3 separate regions of the Mus musculus genome follow, and all the other regions are linked to region 1. Evidence: chromatin contacts called from public Hi-C and HiChIP or PLAC-seq data. All regions are on one chromosome and are shown on one strand. Each heading gives the region's core, a stretch centred on a gene start, on an enhancer-like site or on the middle of the called end of the contact. The rest is flanking DNA. Distances are from core to core; before and after follow the strand shown. Region 1 has its middle 43 kb from the start of Gm26314. Region 2 has its middle 83 kb from the start of Gm46687. Region 3 overlaps Gm39496 (a long non-coding RNA gene).

Evidence for each region. A called contact is a pair of places that touch in the nucleus more often than the background predicts. HiChIP or PLAC-seq counts read pairs in DNA pulled down with a chosen protein or histone mark.
Region 2: a contact with region 1 is called in an H3K4me3 HiChIP or PLAC-seq map of stem cell-derived neural progenitor cells, with 2.4 times the contacts expected there. The contact joins two enhancer-like sites. A contact is called at or near these places in 3 of 115 datasets of contacts at active chromatin or transcription factors (embryonic stem cells, large pre-B cells and stem cell-derived neural progenitor cells).
Region 3: a Hi-C map of neural progenitor cells shows a contact between it and region 1, with 2.5 times the contacts expected there. The contact joins two enhancer-like sites. A contact is called at or near these places in 3 of 484 Hi-C or Micro-C datasets (the HL-1 cell line, muscle stem cells and neural progenitor cells).

What each region holds. Positions count from the first base shown.
Region 1 is chrX:11,805,253-11,809,328 of GRCm38.p6, forward strand. No RefSeq gene overlaps it. Among named protein-coding and RNA genes, the nearest start is that of Gm26314, 43 kb to the right of the region's middle. Within about 2 kb of position 2,194, at least 113 of the 459 cell types and tissues checked have an H3K27ac peak or open chromatin away from gene starts, as enhancers often do. A contact at or near this core is called in neural progenitor cells and stem cell-derived neural progenitor cells, where this site is marked.
Region 2 is chrX:12,173,461-12,177,536 of GRCm38.p6, forward strand. No RefSeq gene overlaps it. Among named protein-coding and RNA genes, the nearest start is that of Gm46687, 83 kb to the left of the region's middle. Within about 2 kb of position 1,816, at least 9 of the 459 cell types and tissues checked have an H3K27ac peak or open chromatin away from gene starts, as enhancers often do. A contact at or near this core is called in stem cell-derived neural progenitor cells, where this site is marked.
Region 3 is chrX:11,492,181-11,496,256 of GRCm38.p6, forward strand. All of the region lies in intron 5 of Gm39496 (a long non-coding RNA gene), which reads right to left. Among named protein-coding and RNA genes, the nearest start is that of Gm39496, 32 kb to the right of the region's middle. Within about 2 kb of position 1,976, at least 48 of the 459 cell types and tissues checked have an H3K27ac peak or open chromatin away from gene starts, as enhancers often do. A contact at or near this core is called in neural progenitor cells, where this site is marked.

The DNA.
Region 1 (4,076 bases), core at 944-3,443:
CCTCTAGGTTCCTGCCCTCAGTTTCCTCAGTGATGAACTGTGATCTGTGAAGTGACACAAATCCTTTCCTCCTCAAGTGGCTTTTGGGCATGGTGTTTAAGAACAGCTTTTGATTGTGGGAAGACTCTGGGTGTCACAGGGAGGAACACTGGTTCTAATCTTGCTCTCAGGACCTCAACCAAGTTTCCCCTGCTTTATTTTCTTAGCTAGAGAGGAAGAGAATGAGCCTACCACCGCATCCACCCATTTCTCCTCCTCTCTGGGGCCTGCTCAATACCCTAGATTCAGGCTTATTTTACATGTGGTTATTTTTTAAATCATAGTAGTTGTCAAGTACTTCCAAGTTAAGCACCAGAAAGAATCCAGTGACTAAAGTTGGGGAAAATCTAGAGTCCCTTCTATTTGTAAGTAGAGAAGGGACAGGAGACTGGACCAAGACCATTGATTGAGCCTTTGGTTTGATGAGTGCTCAAAGGTGTACTGAGTCCATATAGATGACTAAGTGCCCAAGAGAGGCTGTGGGTCTCCAGAGGAACGGAGGAGCTTGGTTCTCAGAGAAGAGGGTACACCCCAGATCAATCCCCCTTGGTCCTAAGGAGCAGAGAAATGAAGAGGTTCCAAACAAGCTTCCCAAGAGCAAAGCTTATAATTCTAATCACACACACACACACACACACAGAGAGAGAGAGAGAGAGAGAGAGTCACCAACTCATGCACGTGCATGCTGCGTACACACAGCCATTTTGGACATCATTAATAATTTATTTTTGTAGATGCCTGTACTGTACGAATATTAAAGCATTATCTCACTGTTTTAATCACAACTGCTTTGGGATGGCCTTGTTCGTCCTGGTAATGAAGCCAGGCTCAGCGGTCGGACCTGCAAGAGCTGGTACAGCTGCTAGGTAGTTCTTAACCTTTGGGGCTGCCTCAGATCCCCTTTAAGAATCCTCCTTTTGGAAAATTGTGTACCTACTCAGAATTTTGATGCTACTTCCAGGGGTTGCAGCTCCCTACTTCAGGGTCTTGCACAGTTCTAACACATATACACACACCACCACCACCACCTCCACCAATGAGAAGCCAAACTAATGTTTGAGAAGCCGGTGGGGTAGAAGACACCATAGCAAGACCGAGAAGTCTCCTAGACCACAACGGGACGGGCACAGAAAGGGTTAAAGGGGTGTAAGGGTTTGTTTTTCACCTCTGAGAGTTGTTATGGGTCATTAAGAACACACACAAGGCCCAGTGAACATTCCATTCGATAGGCCTGCCTCCAGCACAGAGCCCTGCTTCTCCACAAGATAAGTCCTGTATGTGAAGATTGGTCCAGCTGCCCAGAAAGGGTGGATGGAAAATCACCCCAGATAAGGCAATTGCTACTGCAAGAACCGTACCTCTGGAGGGGATTGTCCAAGAGGCAGCCTAAGGAGCTGCTGCTCTAGGCAGTTTTGGAGGAGGAACATGTCCCCTCCGGGCGCAGCCTCTTGCCTGGGCTGTTCTGAGGAGTCAGGTCCCTGCAGTTCTGGGGTGGGCCCCCCTCGAAAATGCCTCAGCTACCTTCTGCTAGAGCCACATAATGCTTACTCCCTCTTCCCCCAACAGACACATCCACCAGGGCCTTAGGGCACCCTAGTCCTGGTGCACCACCCAGGTGGTACCTGTCTCTGTGCAGGTGAGGGGAAAGGCCTGAGGAAAACACCATTACTGATAAGTAACAGCTCCTTTCAGGTTTAACGACACGTTGCATCCATCCTAAAGCTCTCAAAGGGGGGGGGGGCAGCCTTCTCGAGGTACAGCGCCTCGCGCCTGTAAATAGAAACGGCAGGCTGGTGCGCGCGGGGGCGGGACGGCGCAGCGCTAGGGTGTAAATTAACTGGGGGCAACAGAGTAAATACATTACACATGGTATTTATTATGCGTCCGGACCTCGGAGGGGTTCTCCGACTTCTGGACACAGCAAATCTTGTCCCGGACGCCGCAGGCCTTGCGGTGGAAACCGCTGGCGAGGGCAGCCGGGGACTGCGGGGGACTGGGGAAGGAGGGGGGTGACAGCTCTGCGTTGTCTGCCGATCGGAACCCCCCTTCCGGCGACTGCAGCGGGAAAAGGGCTCGGGCTCTGATAGTTGTGGCACCGAGAGCTGCCGGGGCTCCAGGCCAGTCAGGGAGGGCTGCGGGGTGGGGACGGGCGACGCGCCGGGCCCCTTAGCATTCCGCCAGCGCGCCCGCCATCGCCGCGTGCGCCCCCGCGCCCCGCTGTAATTACCCCGATTACCAAATGAATCTGGCGCTTTTGTGCTCGCCAGGCGGTGGGTGCGGGGAGGCAGTTCTAATAGTTGTCATTAGGGCCGCGGAAGGCGGGGCGCCGGGGGAGGGGGGTGGGGAGCGCGGGCGGGGGAGGCCGCCGCTCCCTCGCTGGCTGGCTCGCTCGCGGGCGGTCCCGGGCGGCGCGCAGGCCGCTGCTGGCTGCTGAGTAATGATTTTTTTTTTCTAATTGGAGGCGAACAGCGGCCCTAATGGATGGAGCCGCTCTCGGCGCGCTCGCTGCGCCCGCCCCTCGATCGATACGGCTTGCTAACACCGCGGGCCTGAGCTCCCCGGCCCTTTGTGGTCCGAGATGCTGCAGGGGCCCCCCAATCTCCCGCCCCCTCACCTTGAGCCGCCTCGGCCTTGCTCCCTGTCTCGAAACTAACTCCCCAAATGCCCTCACCCACCACCCGCCACCTCTGAACATTCCATTCCCTTGCCCCTTCCGGGACCCGGAGCCCCAGCTCCCCTCTCCATGCACTCTTCTGCCTTTCTTCAATCGCCACTTGAGTGTCCTCCACCTTCCTGGACACTATCCTCTTCTGCCCTCCCATGCGCCTGCCAGCTTAGCAGCCAGGGAGGACTAGAGGGATAATGTAGGGAGCCTACTGGCCCTAGATTACCACCCCCTTCATCCCCTCTTGGTCACCACACCTCCACCTCCAGTCCTAGACCTGGAGGAAAGCCAGAAACAGAGCTGCCTCTGAGTGCTTGGGCAGACTGGTCCAGGAAGAGTTTCCTTGAGTCCAATCACATCCCCAAGTTCTTTCCTTCCTGGGCCCTCTCGGGCACCAAAACTCAAACCCACTCTAATTCGAACCCTTCAGCTTTGTGGAGGGGCAGAGGCCAGACAGGTCTTTGGGAGGTGAAGGATCAAACAAACTTGTGGTTTTGCAGGTCCTGTTCCCATACTGACACTAACAAGCTGGTGACCTTGGCCAAGGACTCAGCCTGGGAAACAAGCCTTCTATTCTACACCTAGCAGAAGCTCACCCAGACCCACAAGCTAGATCCCTGGGGTACAGTTTTAATAGCTAAGCCTGCTTACTCTTCCCAGCAGTTTACAGACCTTTCCAGATACGGACAGCGGGGGGGCGGGGGGGGGGTGGCGTGGCGGGGAGGGGATCCCTCCATCACTTCTTCACCCATTCATTCACACCAGTTACTTCCTGGCACAATAAGCACTTACTTGATTGTGTATTGCCAGTCTTCTCCCTGATACTACATAATCTCTACAACGTATAGGATTTGTATCTATCCTCTATCCTCAGTGTTTAAGGCAGCCTGGAACACAGTAGGCACTCAATAAAGTTTTAGTTGCATCAACAGACAGAAGGAGTCTGAACTGGCCTAACTTCTTCCTTTGCTTCCTGGTAGCACATTGCTTTTCCCAGAATACAGGCACAGCAGTGTCTCTTGGGTCTCTGCTTTTCCAGAACGTTGCCACTATCCCCTGAATGGGGACGTCTTTTTCACCTCAACTTGAACTTGGGTGGCGCAGCCTGCCGTGGAGTAGGCTTGGAAAGCAGAGGGGCCATTCTGGCAAGTTCTCTGAAATTGGAGCTGTAGCGCTTGTATGCCAGGGAGGAATCACGAAGCACGAATCACGGATCAGCAGTCACTCCACAGCAGCACACATGCTGACTTTCAAGGAGAACTCCATAAGGAGGGATTCAGAAGGGCTGAATCAGCCACAGAGGCCCCCTCCTCAGACCATCCAGAGAGAGCTTCCCATGAGAAAGGCCAAGTAGCTGACAACTTCCAGCTCT
Region 2 (4,076 bases), core at 566-3,065, 370 kb after region 1:
GTACTGTGTCCCAGTGTATATATACCCTTTTGCCCCCACATCTTCACTTGCAGATGTTCACTGCAATGAGGCTTTGGTCTGGTTCAAGGCCTCCCAGCTTCTGCAACATCATCAATACTGGATCCTCACCTGGACTCCTCTCAGTTATCATCCTGTTGTTGCCCTGTGTCATGAGATTCTGTACCATTGAATCTGCAGGACCAAGTCCTTCATGAACTCCAGCAGTTCACAGATGATCCCTTCTGTGATGTTGGAGTGGGCCAACTCAGAGCCCTGGATCTGGGCCTGGGTGGTAGCTGAGTTGGTCAGCCTGCAAGCTTTCCTGTACCCAGTCTACAAGTGTAAGCTCTCCAGTGCTGCCCTGGCTATCTCACCCAATGCTGGAGCTGGCAAGTGGCAGGGCAAGCTCTCCCAATCTCAGACCCTTGGGGAGGTTCACCCTTGCCTTTGCCATCAGAGCCAGCTCTACTGGGCTGCCCAGGCAAGGTACAGGACCTGCTCTCCCAAGCGTTGCAGCCAGTGAAGGGTAAGACCAGCTCTCCTGCTCTCATGACCCCAGGGCCAGCTCTTTTGCCTGCTGAAGATGATAAGGGGCAAGGTAAAGGGAGGACATCTCTCCCTTGCCCATGCCACTGTACAACAAAGTAGTGGTGGGGCCAGTTCACCCTTGCTCCTGCCACCAGGGCCAAGCCATCTTCTTAATCCTGGCTTATTTATTTATGACAGGGCCTCATGTAGCTGAGGCTGACCTCAAATTCACTGTCTAGCCAAAAATAACCTTGAATTCGTACTCCCGCTGTGAGTGCTGAAATCACCATTCGCAGTTTATGCAGTGTTGAGAATTGAACCCAGGACATCTTCATACATGCTGGGCCAGTACTCTGCTAACGGAGCTACATCCCCAGCCCTTCCTCTATCTTCTGTCTGCTCTGAATGTCTGCCCTTCTTAGTACCTTGGCTTCTGGTCATCCTTTAATTCTCAGTTACAGCACTATGACCTGGGAACCATTCCTGAATCCCACAAGCTGTCCTTGTTCTCATTACAGCACAAAAGCAGGCTGCTGCCTTGGTAACCTGTCTGTCCCCTACTGGACTGCAAGCCACCAAGGCCAGGAATGTTGTCCTTTTTGTCCTCACCCCCATCCCCTATCCCCTTTGCACAGGGAACCCTCAGAGTTTAATTCAGTTGCTGGCATAAACATTGGTGCTTTATAAGTAGATAACTCACGCCACCACCCCATATACAGCTTCATCTTTCTTTACCTAGTTCTCAATCAATCAATGGGTCTCTCCAGCTTTATTGCCTATTTCCAACCATTCCCAAGGACTTTAGGCAGCAAGCAGGTGCTTCCTTTCCTGTGAAGGTGTGTGAGTGACAATATTTTCTGAAGCAATGATCAGGACACGTGATCTGACACATGCTTTAACACATGGGATGGAATATTTTAAATCCCCACTGACTGGGCAGATTTGGGCAGTGTGGTTCCATTATGGAAGTTGTGGGGGAGGGGGCAGCCAAGGACCAGGGACTCATTATACACCCCTGGAGTGGGCAGAACACTCACTGCCTTCAGGACCTCTGCCATGTGGGGAGTGGCCCCCAGAGCTAGCCCAAGACGGAGTTGAATTTGTGGCAGAAACAAGCAGTCATTAAGACCATATGCTCTATTTCTAATCGATGGCTGTTAGATGTAATTCCCCGACATTTCATTCATTTTTACTGCCTCCCCTTCAGGGGCAAGAAGAACAGCGTTGTTAGGCTGCATTTATGGATGAGGGGACTCTGAAGCAGAGAGGTTAAATGGCTCAGCCCCAGTCCCCAAGTGAATCAGACACACAGCCAGCCTCGGAACCAGGTTTCCGACTTGAGCTTCTATGCCAAGATCCCTCGGGGCACATTTCCTTTCTCATTTGCATAAATCATCAACATTTTTTTTTCCAGGCTTGTGCTGAGAAAGCCCCTTTTCAAACAGCGGAAACTCCTTTTGCCTTCTGTCGCTGGAGTTTGATTTTATGAACCAAATTCTTTTACTTCAACAGGGAGACTTGCTATTTTCCCTTCCGTTGAGCCCTTTTCGAAAGAGGTCATGACCTTTGCTTCTAGATGCAATGGAACTGGGGGAGCCCGCCTGAATGAAACATGATCTGGAGCCCATATCAAGTGTAATTTCAACTAATGTTCAAAATACCATGCGGTTGATTATAAATCTTGCCTCCTGGCAGGTTATCAGAAAACTAAGAATGGTTAAATGCTGCTACTAGGTTTGAACTCTGTGGGGCGGAAGGCACGCTTCCAACACTCGGATCGGATTCCTGGAGTTAGAAATCAGAAACTGGACATGTCAGGGCCACACAAGCTCGGAGACATTGCAGTTGGGAAATCTGTAGAAACTCATACCTGTCATGGCTGCTATGTGGGCCAGGACTTCTAATTAGCCTCATAATTACATAATTGCTCACGATCCTTTCAGGTCCTGAAGAAATTCTTAGCTTGTGACCTCATGTGCTTCCTGGTCCTTCGGTGACTCTGTGGGTACAAACCTCACTTCCTGGGAACCCAGCAGTGCTTAGCACATTGCTGACTCCTGAGGAATTGCACTGATTGTCTGGAGAGAGAGGGAAATCTTCGCTATGTGTTTGGGGAAAGCTTCCCCTCCCTGTCTTGTTCCTTACATTGGATAATCAAAAGAATTTATGCCTGCCTGCCCTGTTTGTGTGTGTGTGTGTGTTTGTTTGCCATAAGGGGGCCGGGAAAAAGTAATACTTCTCTCCTAAATCTTTAGTGAGATACAATTTAGCCTAGATTTGTCTACACGGTATTCTCTTACTTTATAGTACTTACCAGACTGGTCACCTATTATGGCAATAATGGTGCAAATCAGAAGTTTTCAGCACAGCCAAACTCAGCCTTAGATTTCTTGTTGCTGGCTGTGGAAGTAGTTGGGGTGGGGATAGAGGTGGGGTCTGCTGAATTTAGCCCAGTTGTCTTGTACTTCATCTTGGGCCAACACCTTTTCTCCTTCTCTCCACCCCCTCCCTCTCACTAGCTCTCACCCTATAGTCAAGGATGTAGTTTTCAGCTACTGTCTCAACATCATGCTCCCCCAGGCATAATGATACTGGACTATCATTGAAGCTGTAAGCAAGCCCCCTTTTATGAAAGTTGTCTTGGTCATAGTGTCTTCTTACAGCAATAGAATAGTGACTAGAACAGGGGGGGCTTAAAGGGCATACATCTGCTTATGTTGGGTCCTCCTGAGGTCTTACATATGATGGGACACTTTTTCTCTGGGCCCTTAGGTGTTCTTTCTTCTGGGCACAGCATCTCTCTCTCTCTCTCTCTCTCTCTCTCTCTCTCTCTCTCTCTCTCTTTCTCTCTCTCTCTGTTGTTTGTTTGTTTTTTTGAAACAGGGTTTCTCTGTATAGCCCTGGCTGTCCTGGAACTCACTCTGTAGACCAGGCTGGCCTTGAACTCAGAAATCTGTCTGACTCTGCCTCCTAAGTGCTGGGATTATAGGCGTGCGTCACCACGCCCGGCTACACAGCATCTCTTAGTGTCTCCGTGTGCCTAAATTCCTTCCTCTTATAAGCATTCTACTTAAACTGAATTAGGGTCCACCTCCCACCCCATCACCATTCACTTCACAACCTTTATATTTTTATTTCTTGTGTGTGTGTGTCTGTGGTATACATGACATGTATGCATATTGTCAAATGTGTGGTCATGTGTATATGTGCAGGTACACACACTCTTGGAAGCATATGTATAAAAGCCCTAAATTAATGTTGGCTATCTTCCTAAGTAGCTCTTTATTTTATCTATCTATCTATCTATCTATCTATCTATCTATCTATCTATCTATCCATCTATCCGTCTGTCTGTCTGTCTGTTTAGGGACAGTCTCATTATATAGCCTTGGCTGTCCTGAAACTAATTATGTACACCAGGCTGGCCCCACACTCAGAGAGTTCCATCTGCCTCTGCGTCTCAAGCACTAGAATTAAAAACATATATCATCCCACCACCTAGCAACCATTTGGGGGGGCAAGGTCTCTCACTGAACTCAAAGTTCACT
Region 3 (4,076 bases), core at 726-3,225, 310 kb before region 1:
CTGCCACATGAAAAGAAGCATTACACCGGCCTCTCGGGGGCCGGGGCTAGGGGAGAGCTGCGGCACAAATCAGAAACGTTTGCCACGAAGCCGCTATTCAAGGGCTGGAAAATCAACAGGGGCTGCTTTCCTAACATCCTGGGAGATGCTATTATCCTCCCGGCAGCGCAGCTCACAGAACGCAGCGAGGCCGGCTTAACCCGAATTCGCTGAGAGGTTGGCATTTCTGAGCTCAGAGGCCTTGGATGGGTGGGAACAAAAGCCCACACTGGTTGAGGGAGAGAGCCACAGGACTCCACAGCAGTAACATTCAAAATATTTAACAACTGGGACAGCCTGGACTGCGGCCATTCAATAGGAGCCGAGACTTGGGATTTTCCAGTTGTGTCAGGCAGACCAGTTGGAGGACATAGGTACCTGGGGGCAAAGATGGAGGAGCATTTCAACATTGCAGATACTGGTAGGATTAGTGATCCAAATCCCAGTCCCAAAGCCCTTCCTGAGCTAGACTCCATACCCCTGCTGGCTCACAATACCTCACTCTTTGGTGTATAGGACAGCCACAAGTTGGCTATCTGTCCCAATCCAAAAGCTTCTGACAGAGGCCCATGTCTTGGCGGAGACTGGCTTAGATGGCCCGGTCTTCTAAGACCCATGGCTCACAAAACTGAGACTCCTGGTGTTGAGTGCCCCTCCACTCTCGCGCTGTCCACCCATCTTTACCTTTATTGCTATAGCATCATGGCAGCAAAAAAGAAAAGGCTACTTCACCCCCCACCATTCCAGCCTCATGCTAACAGTCCTGTCTTCCATCTAGCTTAGCCTCATGAAGTCATAAGGAGCCATCACCACCAGGAGACATGAGATCTCAAGGCCTTGCTCTTTTGGTACAAAGCTACTTAACCCATCTCAACAAGGTTTGGTGACCACGCATTGGTCACTTTTGTTTTAAACCATCACATTTGGAGATTGTAAATTGCTATGCGCAAAGACATAAATCACATTACCTGGAATTGTGTGGACTGAAATAGAAATACAGTGGACTTCACACTTGTGTCATATTTTCCTACTGAATAATCAGACTGGCAAGACTCCTCTCTGCCTCAGTTTACTCATCAAGGACATGGGATGGATGTGCAACCTGCCTATATCTCAGGGTTTGGGGGGAAGACCAAAGGCCATAGATGATAGTGTCCTCCCTAGTCTGTAAAAGCAACACTCCAAATGAGCCTATAAGTAGCCCCATCCCCTTTCATGGTTAAAATACCCTCACTGTCTAGTCTGCCTCCAAAACAGCCTTCTGTGCTCTCGAGGCAGGGGCGGGGGCGGGGGCGGGGGGGGCACAGAGGGAGGCATACCCTTGCCCAGCATTGCCAGAGTGCAACGTTCTGAAGCCCAAACCATTATCCCTAGTACTTGTTTGGGCAAGGACCCACCACTGCAAGACAACCTCGTCACCTCAGCATTTCTATAAAAAGATTGCTCAGGCTTTAGAGCCTGGCTGACAGACAAGGCTGGGAGTGTGTGTGTGTGTGTGTGTGTGTGTGTATGTGTGTGCGTGTGTGTGTGTACATGCACATGTGCAGAAATGCTCTCCTAATAGCTGACCTCAGCTTAGAATCCATATTTACCCTAAAGTCTCCGGTTCTGCTGGCAGAAAAGGAATGAGGAATGGATTCAAGTTAGAGAGAGAGAGAAAGAGAGAGAGAGAGAGAGAGAGAGAGAGAGAGAGAGCACTATGCTCTGAAGAATAGGGCTGGGCAGAGATGTCTGCGGAGCTGATCTGTAGCTTTGAGCGGCCAACACAATGGACCTCTGGGTGGGCTCAGAGAGCCCCCCTCCCTAGCCCCCGACCTCCTGCCCGTGACACAGATAAGGACCTAGAGGACTGCTCCAAGCTGCTTCGTGTGCCCCCGGCCAGCCGGCAGCGAGGCCAGCCTGGTGTGAGTGGCAGCAAAGATAAACGGCGGTCGCACGGGCATTGAATGCCCCAACACAAAAGGCCGCCTCTCCCCGAGTCCCTCTGAGGCCCAGATGGTCAGGGAAGCCCTTTCCCGCCTCACAAAGAGGATCGCTGCGTGTCTTTTTCTTTTAAAATGGAATAAAAAAAAAAAAAGCCATTGCTCACAAAGGACCTGGATGAAAAATAAACCCTTAAAAAAAAAAAAAAAACAGCCTCTCCTCGCTCAGCAGCCCGGCATTTCTTCCGACTGTCAGACTTAGCAGATTGCTTTCTGGAAAGGATCCAATTGGCAAGACCTGCCGCTGTGCAAATGAAATTTTAAAACCCCGCTCCTTGTTGCACTCAAAGAGCTTTTCTCTCTCTGCTTGTTCTACACGGCCTCGTAGAATTATTCTCTTGTCTCTCGTTGTATCGGAAACTAATATTCCCCCGCTTTCCCACCCCACATGAGGGGTCCTCACCCCAGCTGGGGATTTGGGTAATCAGGGACGGCTGGAGCACCACTCCAGACCCCACGTTCATTCCCCACCTGGGCTCCATCTCACAGAATCACCTACTAATTAGGAGAAAGCCTCGCTCCTGAAGAGAATAAACACTCCTGAGATGCCTGCCTCCCCTCCTGGTTCTCCTGCCCCCCCTGCTTCAATAATGAGATAAGTGTTTGGGGGATGCGGGAGACAGGATAACGGGGACGTTCTTCACACACAAGGTTTGACACCCGTCAAGCCTGTGACACCAGCTCTGTTTGGCTGCCATACCCCTGGTGAAAAGTCAGCAGGAAAAAAATAGCCACAGGACTTGTCTGCGTTTGACAAGCTGCCTTAGCGTGTGATGAACTTGTAGAGGCAAGGCAAACCAGATGCATCAGAATTGTCCTGGGTCCGGGAGCCTGAGTTCGAATTCTAAGGCTGCCCCAATAACAGTGTGCCAGGTATGTGTCAGTGTTCCCCTTTCCTTGGTGCTGGTGCCCTCCTCAAGCTCATTCCTGGGACTGTAAGCTAGGCAATCAAACAGGAAAACATTGTGCCATGGACCAGTTCCATGTTTTGTGCACCTTTTTAGTATGTCTACGAGGTTTCGAGTGTTAGAATCTTTGTCTCCACTGTAGCAATGTGGGGGTGATGGAACCTTTAAGAGGTGGAACCAAGTAAAACGTGCTAAAGTCATGGGCAGCACTGCTTTCCAAAGAGGTTAAGGTGCTGTGCATGGGATCCTAGCGCTCTCTCAAGGATGAGTGATGTAAGTCTAACAACCCCTGAATGGGGACCCATTTTTTCTGGGCATGGTGGTGCATGCCTTTAATCTTATCACTTTGGGGGGGGGGGCAGAAGCAGGTAGATCTTTTGAGTTTCAAACCAGTAAGTTTCAGGACACCTGGGGGTCTATGTAGAGAGACTCTGTCTCCAAAAGAAAATAAAAAACAATGTGGTCTTTTCCTCCCTTACCTATTCCCACCAGGATACCATGAGATCTTCACCATAGCCAATCTGATGTTAGTACTGTGCCCTTCCATTCCCAAAACTTTGAACAGAGTAGACCTCCTCTGTTTGTAAAGTTGGCCTGCCTGAGGTATTTCATTATAGCAACAGAACACAGGTGACTACAGATAGATTTCCTTACCAGCCCGCATGCTTCACTCCTTCCTGTAGTCATACTTTTTGCAATGGGACTTCGTAGCCCTTCTCCTTAAGGGGCACAGTTCATTTTCCTAGCCTTTAGTTTGGATTTAAATACTTGACCTCCTTTGGCCCATGAAGTGAGGGAGGTAGGACAAGAGCTGATCCCAATCTTAGTCCCCAGGAGACATGGTTACTTACACTCATCCTCTTGGGTTTCTGTCATCTCCTGGCAGAAGGTTCCTCTGAGCACCAAATAGACATATACAGAGCAAAGCCAAACCATAAAATTCTTTTAGGGTAATGATACCCCCTTCTCTCGTGGCTGGTTGCCTATATTCAATAGTCTGGGTGGTGGGGCAGCAACCCTAAAAATGTCTGATAGACCACAGCCATGCCCCTATTTCCCTATTTAGGCCAAGGGCATTCATACTTCATTATGAATTCATTGACTACAGATTTACTGAGCATCTGATGTATAAAGGAACCTTAACCCA